Linked DNA regions of Drosophila melanogaster: region 2 is linked to region 1. The links are chromatin contacts, called in public Hi-C maps. All regions are on one chromosome and are shown on one strand. The core of a region is the stretch at or near the end of the contact, and the rest is flanking DNA. Distances in the headings are between cores, read along the strand shown.

What was found. A called contact is a pair of places that touch in the nucleus more often than the background predicts.
Region 2: a Hi-C map of the Kc167 cell line shows a contact between it and region 1, with 4 times the contacts expected there. A contact is called at or near these places in 2 of 107 Hi-C or Micro-C datasets (the Kc167 cell line and the S2 cell line).

Annotation. Positions count from the first base shown.
Region 1 is chr2L:22,923,142-22,926,945 of dm6, forward strand. It overlaps lt (light), which reads left to right and starts at 1,654. Exons shown (of 12, transcript NM_001042950.3): 1 at 1,654-1,784; 2 at 1,841-1,966; 3 at 2,019-2,189; 4 at 2,240-2,357; 5 at 2,425-2,778. The coding sequence starts at 1,755.
Region 2 is chr2L:23,024,212-23,027,820 of dm6, forward strand. Cht10 (Chitinase 10) reads right to left here and starts at 1,704. Exons shown (of 9, transcript NM_001042957.2): 1 at 1,644-1,704; 2 at 959-1,013.

The sequences.
Region 1 (3,804 bases), core at 404-2,903:
GAATGTAACAGAATATCTGGTTTGCGTAAGTTTACCCTTCTTGACTCAAGCCTCAGCCCTGCGAAATGTGTCTTCTGCAGTGCTTCTGGTGCCCAGTTCAATTTATTACTGCCAGAGGTTTACGAACCTGAACCCAGAAAGTCGGGTTTAAGAAGCGAAGGAACTGGCTCTTTATTTGAATTGCCTCAAGTCTGGGCATCAACTGAGGGAGTGCAACTCCGGCATTTGCCGCGCGCATCTATGCACCACAGCCTGCTTCACCTAGAAAACTTGGCCTCGCCTTCCCGTCATAAAAGATCACCTGAGAAACGCTTACTTCTCACTCGCATCCTCTGCACTGAATCCTCTGCAGCTCCTTAGCCTCTTAGCTCCTTGACGTGCTCTGCTCAACTGCACATTAAAACAACTCAATTCGCAAATAAGCTTCAACTCAGGAAGTCAAAATCGGCAGCTTGTTTTACCGTAATAGGCGATTTTTCAGACAGATGGTTTGTCAGTAAACATTCCAATACGATCTTAAACGTCTATAATACTCGACCAACATCACTGCTGGTATTGCATCCGATATAATTAAAAGTCAGCCGTCCTTGAATATTGACATTAGCAACTGGAACATACCCCAAAACCTTAGGCTCGCGGACCCAGAGTTTTATCGTTCTCAACAATTTATTACTGCCAAAGCTTTAAGAACCTGAACCCATCATGTCGATTGGAAGAAGCAAATAGACATGCTCTTTGTTTAAGACTGGGCATCAAGTAAGGCAGTGCAACTCCAGCAATTGCCGTGTGTGCGGATCTAAGCACCACACCCTGCTTCATCAGGAAAACTCAGTCTCGCCTTCAAAACATAAAAGATCACAGACTGAAGCTTGCCTCTTACTCGCATTATGCCGAAGAACCACCTGCATTGCCTGGAACGTGTGCTGCTCTTCTTGCACAGGATCTTGGTAAGGATGTTTTGCTCCTAGCCTCTGGAACCATATTAGTGAGGAACCGTTAATAAATCTTCGTCCGTGCTTATTAGCTAAACATGAAGAGGACTTAGAATTTCTGAATCAATTGATGTCTTTGCAAGCCTTCAGCTCGATATCTGTTGACAAGTATGCTTATAAAAAATGTGTACCCACAAAATACACTATAAAGAATTTATTTAAGTATTTAAGTGTAAGCAAATTGTCGATAACGGCATTGCTGCCTATCTAAAACTTTTGATGAAAGCTGAAAGTAGACCAAATTACTTACTTTATTATAAACATTAATATATAACATACCTTTATTTAAATTTTTCAATATTTTTTTTAATATCGGTAGAAAGTTGGAAAAAATACGAAAACTTAAAACAAAATTAGAAATTGTTCAAAAGTGTGGAAGTGACACAAGATTTTCGACAAATCGATAGAAATTTACAATACTAAAAATATATGAAAAAATGTCATAAAATTTTCAATAGGTTTGGGCGTGGCAGTTTTGGGAGGTTTGTTATTATATTGAATAAAAAAATTTCGTTTATTTAAGCACAGAACCCTTAATTTTTTACCTTTAAAGTCAAAAATTCAACTTATTTCTCAGCTTGTAAACAGTTTCTTGACAAACTGTATATATATTAGTGGGACACAGCTATAACATCGAATAATAAGACCGTTTTATAGTAATTATTATTGTCTATGGCGCTATTAGTAAATGTAAATAATAAAATAATACATCAGCTTGTGTATTTTCGTTGTTTGAAAATCAGAAATTTCCGTTTGCTTTAAATGGCTAAAGCGTTGCCGCTCATCAGTTGTGTATGATTTGTGGATGCTTTGCTAAACGCATGTTATTAAACTTTTGTTCATTCCAGGACTCTTGGGCCGATAGCATAAATGAGGAAGATGTGGAGCCCAAATTTAAGTATCACCGTCTCGCAAATGATTTAAAATACATGCTCAACGCTGATGTCATCACTTGTAGCGCTGTACACTTAAAGGTGTGAGCCAACCACATATTATATAAGTATTTTAAAAAACGTACATATTTAGTTTCTTATATTTGGAACTTTCCGAGGACGTGTTTGTATATTTGACCATCAAGGAAACTCAGTCTACTCAAATCTTAGCGCTAGCGAACGTCACACTCACCAAGTGGCAGTAAACAATATAGATGTAGATCATAAGGGCGAGTATGTGGCCACATGCTCCGACGACGGAAAAGTGAGTATCTGAGCTTGATAGCAATATAAAACTTAATTCTCTTTGCCTAGGTTAACATAACGGGATTGTTTAGCTCTGATAACAATCACAGTCTCAGCTTTGGCAAATTTATAAAGGTCGTATCACTGGAGCCCGATTCCAAAGCTCACATTAAAAGATTTGTAGTGGGTGAGTAATATGAATATTTTCTGTTAATTTATCGAGAGCAATTATTCTTTTTATTATTCTTTTGCAGGCGACGACAAACTTATCTTGTACGAGCGAAACTTGCTAAAGAAGCTTAAACCAGTTGAACTGTGCTCAGTCGAAGGCAGTGTTTTGTCAATCTGCTGGCATGGCAACTTTATTGCCTGGGCAAGTCACATAGGAGTTCGAGTCTACGATTTAAACGAAAGATGCTCACTTGGATTAATAAAGTGGGAGGTTCCTCCTCAGGAGCGATTAGAAAATTTTCGATGCCACCTTCGTTGGTCCAACAAGCATACATTATTAATTGGCTGGGTAGACACTATTCGAGTTTGCGTAATTCGAAAGAGAAATTCAATCGAAGCTTCAACTGGCAATCTGCCTGTCTACATTGTGGATCCAAGTATGTAAAGTTTATTAAAAAATCAACAGTGATTTACCGTAACCAAAGACATTAGAATAACAAGATGCGTAACGCTATTATTATTGAGTTTTATTATTACTAGTTTTTGTTCAAGAGCGTGAGAGTGGAGAGCTCTACTGCCATCAGCTCTTTTCTACGTATACAGAGACAGCTTGTATGCACACGTATGCTTATTCATTGTAAATTTGACAAAATGTGCCCTTCACTTTACAAGTTCTTAGACTTTAAATCTATATTATATATGATTAATTGGTACCATATAAAATATTCATGTTTTGCATTGCTTAAGGCAATGATATTATTATTTGAATAACACTTAGAAATAATAAATAACAAAATAAATTTCAAGTATGACTATATTAGAATATTTATCATTCAAGTATTCAGCTTGCGACGTGTTAAAAATTAGAGTAGACATTGGTTATTAGGTGCTTATAACCGCACGTCGTGCCTCAAGAATTCAACTTTGCATTAAACAGGTAGCATATTTGTATTTATTTTATAAATATTAACTTTTAACTATGTATGTTTGTATTATTTTTATAAAATATATTTTTAAATATGTATTTCCTTTTTTTGAAAATTATTGTTTTAAATTACAAAAGTAATAATAACAATTCCGGATCGGAACTTAATTTTATTTATAAGTTGAAATATTGATTAACTTAATGTTAATGCTGTAAAAGGTATTGCTCACAGTAACCTGTTGAAATTTTGCAACGAAATTGACCAAAACTTCAAATATGTAAATTCGATTCTTATATCAAAATTGATTTCAGTTTGAAAATCGTCTTCTAGCCCAAGTAGGCACACATATACACGTTTTCGTTTATTGTTTTTACTCACAAAAGCAAGCAAATATTATATTTATATTTAGATTTATTAGGCTCTCAGTTATTTTTTCTAAAGTCCCCAAAAAATTGCCGGCATAGGACAAAATCAATGAGTGGCCGTTACGCATCTTGTTATTCTAATGTATTTGCCGTTACTAAGTGTTCTGTTGAC
Region 2 (3,609 bases), core at 454-2,953, 100 kb after region 1:
TGCGTGACCGGTTTGGCGGCTTTAGGGGTCTAGAGTGGGCGTGTCAAAAAGCTTTTTGGCAAATCGATTGAAATTTACAAAACTATTAAAATTATGAAAAAATATCCAAAAAATTATGAAAAATGTGGGTGTGGCAGTTCTGGGCGGTTTAAGGTCGTTAGAGTGGGCGTGGCAAAAATTGATTATGCAAATCGATAGAAATTTACAAGACTAATACAAATTAGCCTTTATTGTTCCTGAGATCTCGACGTTCATACGAACAGACGGGCATGGCCAGATCGACTTTGCTATCGATCCTGTCCAAGAATATATATACTTTATATGATCGGAAACGCTTCCTAGTATAGCCTTATGCTCTACGAGTAATGGGTATAAAAATCTATATTTAACAAACAAAAAACTTATAAAGCTTTACTTTATAAAAAAAACTAGGTAAGATTACAGTCATTTCAGTAGAAAAAGGCCAGGTGGACAAGAAAATATTTAAATAAATTAACAAAACGCACAAAACAGCAAGGACAAAACTATTGGAAAACATTTTTATATTTTTTCAATTATTATTGTCTTATCACAAGCCTCAAAAACTGTCACGCCCACATTTTTAAAAAATTAAAAATTTTTTTTTCGTTTATTATTTGTTCTGGCCAAATTCTATCGGTATACCAAAAACTTTTTACCGCGGACACTCAAACGCACTTTTGAATTTGGTTTGATTAATTATTTGTTTTTCCGACTTCTGTCAATATGCCTAAAATAATTAAGAAGATATTTGAAAATGCTATGTAATTGTTCTTAATCGGTAAGAAAAATCGGTATAAACCATTTTTTTTTAATATACAATTACTACAGAAAGATAACTTTCTTTATTGTTGTGTTTTTATATATATGATGTATATATATAATTAGTACCACAAAAATTATCTGTTGTTCATAGAAAAAAATAATATTGTTTACTCACGTTATATAAATCCTAAATTGCCATGGCTGTCCATCCGTTTTTCATTAGTTCTTAACTATAAATAAATAAATCGTTCAGAAAATTTTATCTTAGTTAATTGTATGAATTTTATATATTACCATCCATTTGCTTAATTCAATAAAAATATTTTCTTCGTACATTTTTGTTCTTTTCGCATATTTATTAGGCTTTTATGAACCGGTTTGCTTATTTGGTGTAAAATTAATTTTATATATTTCTTCGTGAATCCAGACAAAGTACGACAGCGAATTAACGTATAGCAAGAAACAGTAAGAAGCGTATGGAAGAGTTAAAAAAACCAAAAATCAAAAAGAGGTTTAACAAGTTTTCAGTTTATCTACTTGAGGCAGGGAACCAATTCGGGTTTTGGCCGTTTTGTGGGAGTTCATTGAACGCCAAGAACTTTGATCGGTCTTCATATCCTCGTTTTGCTTTCACGATGGAACAACTGAGAATGCGTGTTATTTTTGTTGTTGATCAATTAATCAAGTATTTTACTAACTTACATTAACATTACATGCTTTTCTCTTTTCTACGTTTTAAACGTTTTTAGACATTTCTATTGGCATTTCAACGAAAGTACATTTTCCCTTAGGGCGCGGTTACGAACTAATGTCACACTTTTATAAAAAATCTAGCAATGCCATGCTATGCTATCACTTACTGAGTTGCTGAAGGCGGCGGTAACATCCGATAATTTGCACACAACCTTTCACAAGTGTGATCACTATAAAACTGTAGGTGTTTGAGCTGAGGACGCTTCTATTTATACTTATACATTTTTCAATAAAAAAAAAAAAGGGAATGCCACCAGGAGAGAGCAGCATTATTGAATCAGAGAGTTCTATGTTTCTTTCTTTACTCACTCAGCCACCAGTGTCCTATCCTAATTGTGTGTTTCCGCCCAACAACTACAGAAGGCGAGAGGCGAATATGTGGCGGGACACTTGCCAACGACTTTAATCGTCAAGTCTATTATATTAACGAAAAAAGAACTAAGAAAGTAGACGCCTTATAGGATGATCGCTTTAAATATTTTTTACCAAATTAGAACATAATGTATCGAATTAATGCATATTTTATTTTTTAAGTTTTATGCATATAATATGAATATACATATGTATGTATATTTATGTATGTCTGTACGATTTCTATCGGTATACCAAAAACATTTTTTCCCGCCCACTCAAACACCACCAAAGCGCCACGCCCTTGTTTTAATCTTAAGATGTTTTTCTCAATACACTCAAATTTTTGAAGACATATAATTCTGGATTAATTTGATAAAACTTTATAATTCAGCTTTCGTAATAATATTCCATTAAATGCTTTCTATTAACTCATTGTTTCTCTGTAATTAATCATAAATTGTAGAGTAAATGGCTGTACTAGATTCGTTGAAAAGTATGTATAGGCATAAAGAAGCGTTGCCGACAATATAAAGTAAATATATATATTCTGGATCAGGATCAATAGCCGAGACGATCTGACTTTGTCCATATGAACACGTCGATTTCAGGAATGTTGAGATTAGGCATACAGATTGTAGATTGCTACAGCCACTCTAACGCCCAAAACTACCACGACCATACTTTAAAAAAAATGTTTTCTTCGTTTTATGGTTTGTCTTGCCAAATTCTATAGTTATACAAAAACCTCTTAGGGCACGTCCCTCCCTACAGCAACAAAACGCCCAGAATGGACACGCCTACATTTTTAAAACATTTTTATTAGGTTCTCAATTGATTCCGAAATATCTGTCGATATCCCAGAAAATTAAGAGAATAAAATTTCGCGTTCGGTTTCACTCTAGCTGATCAACGACTATTGCATACTCTCTTACTTTCATTAAAACCAATAAAAAATCATCTGAGGGAAGGAATCGAATTGCAACTCAATACGGCAAATACGGTGTAGCAGACGTCAAAAGACTATATAAGCAGGACAGGACGATAGGAATTTTATATTGACACTAAATACAGAAAAGGCCAAATTCAAAGAGAAAAATTCGGAAAACCAAATAAAAATATAGAAAAAATAGATTAAGACCATTACCAAATCACTAATCAAAATAGGGAAACCAAATACTACAAAACACAATTTAAGAAACAAATAACTAATATCTAATACCGTTTAACTTCCGCAGGAGCCTTGTGTATAATAATGTTGTTTCTATTCTTCACCACGGGCCACAGACTACAATTTCAAATAATAAACATAGATCCAGACCCTTGGCTACTTACTCTTCTCGAGCAATCCAATTCAAATACCTGTAGTATATGAACATCACGGTCTAAGAATTAATTTAACGGAAATCAATGTCATCACTAATTCTTTTGGTAACAAAATCACAGACGCGCCCAGAATGAAATACTTATACAATAAACTACTGAAAGAATAAAATGGTTTAACTATTCATCAGCAAAATGGGCAGACAAATATGGACAAAATAGGTTCATATTTTAAATTTATTTTTGGCACACTTGTATTGACACAATCGTTTATGAACTTATGCAATTTATTGTATACATAGAAGACTTAGAAATGGGCATGCAACTTTCACGTCTGTGACTTTTGAATCCAAAATTACTCAATTACAATAAGTTATAAAGCATTAACAACCAGAATAT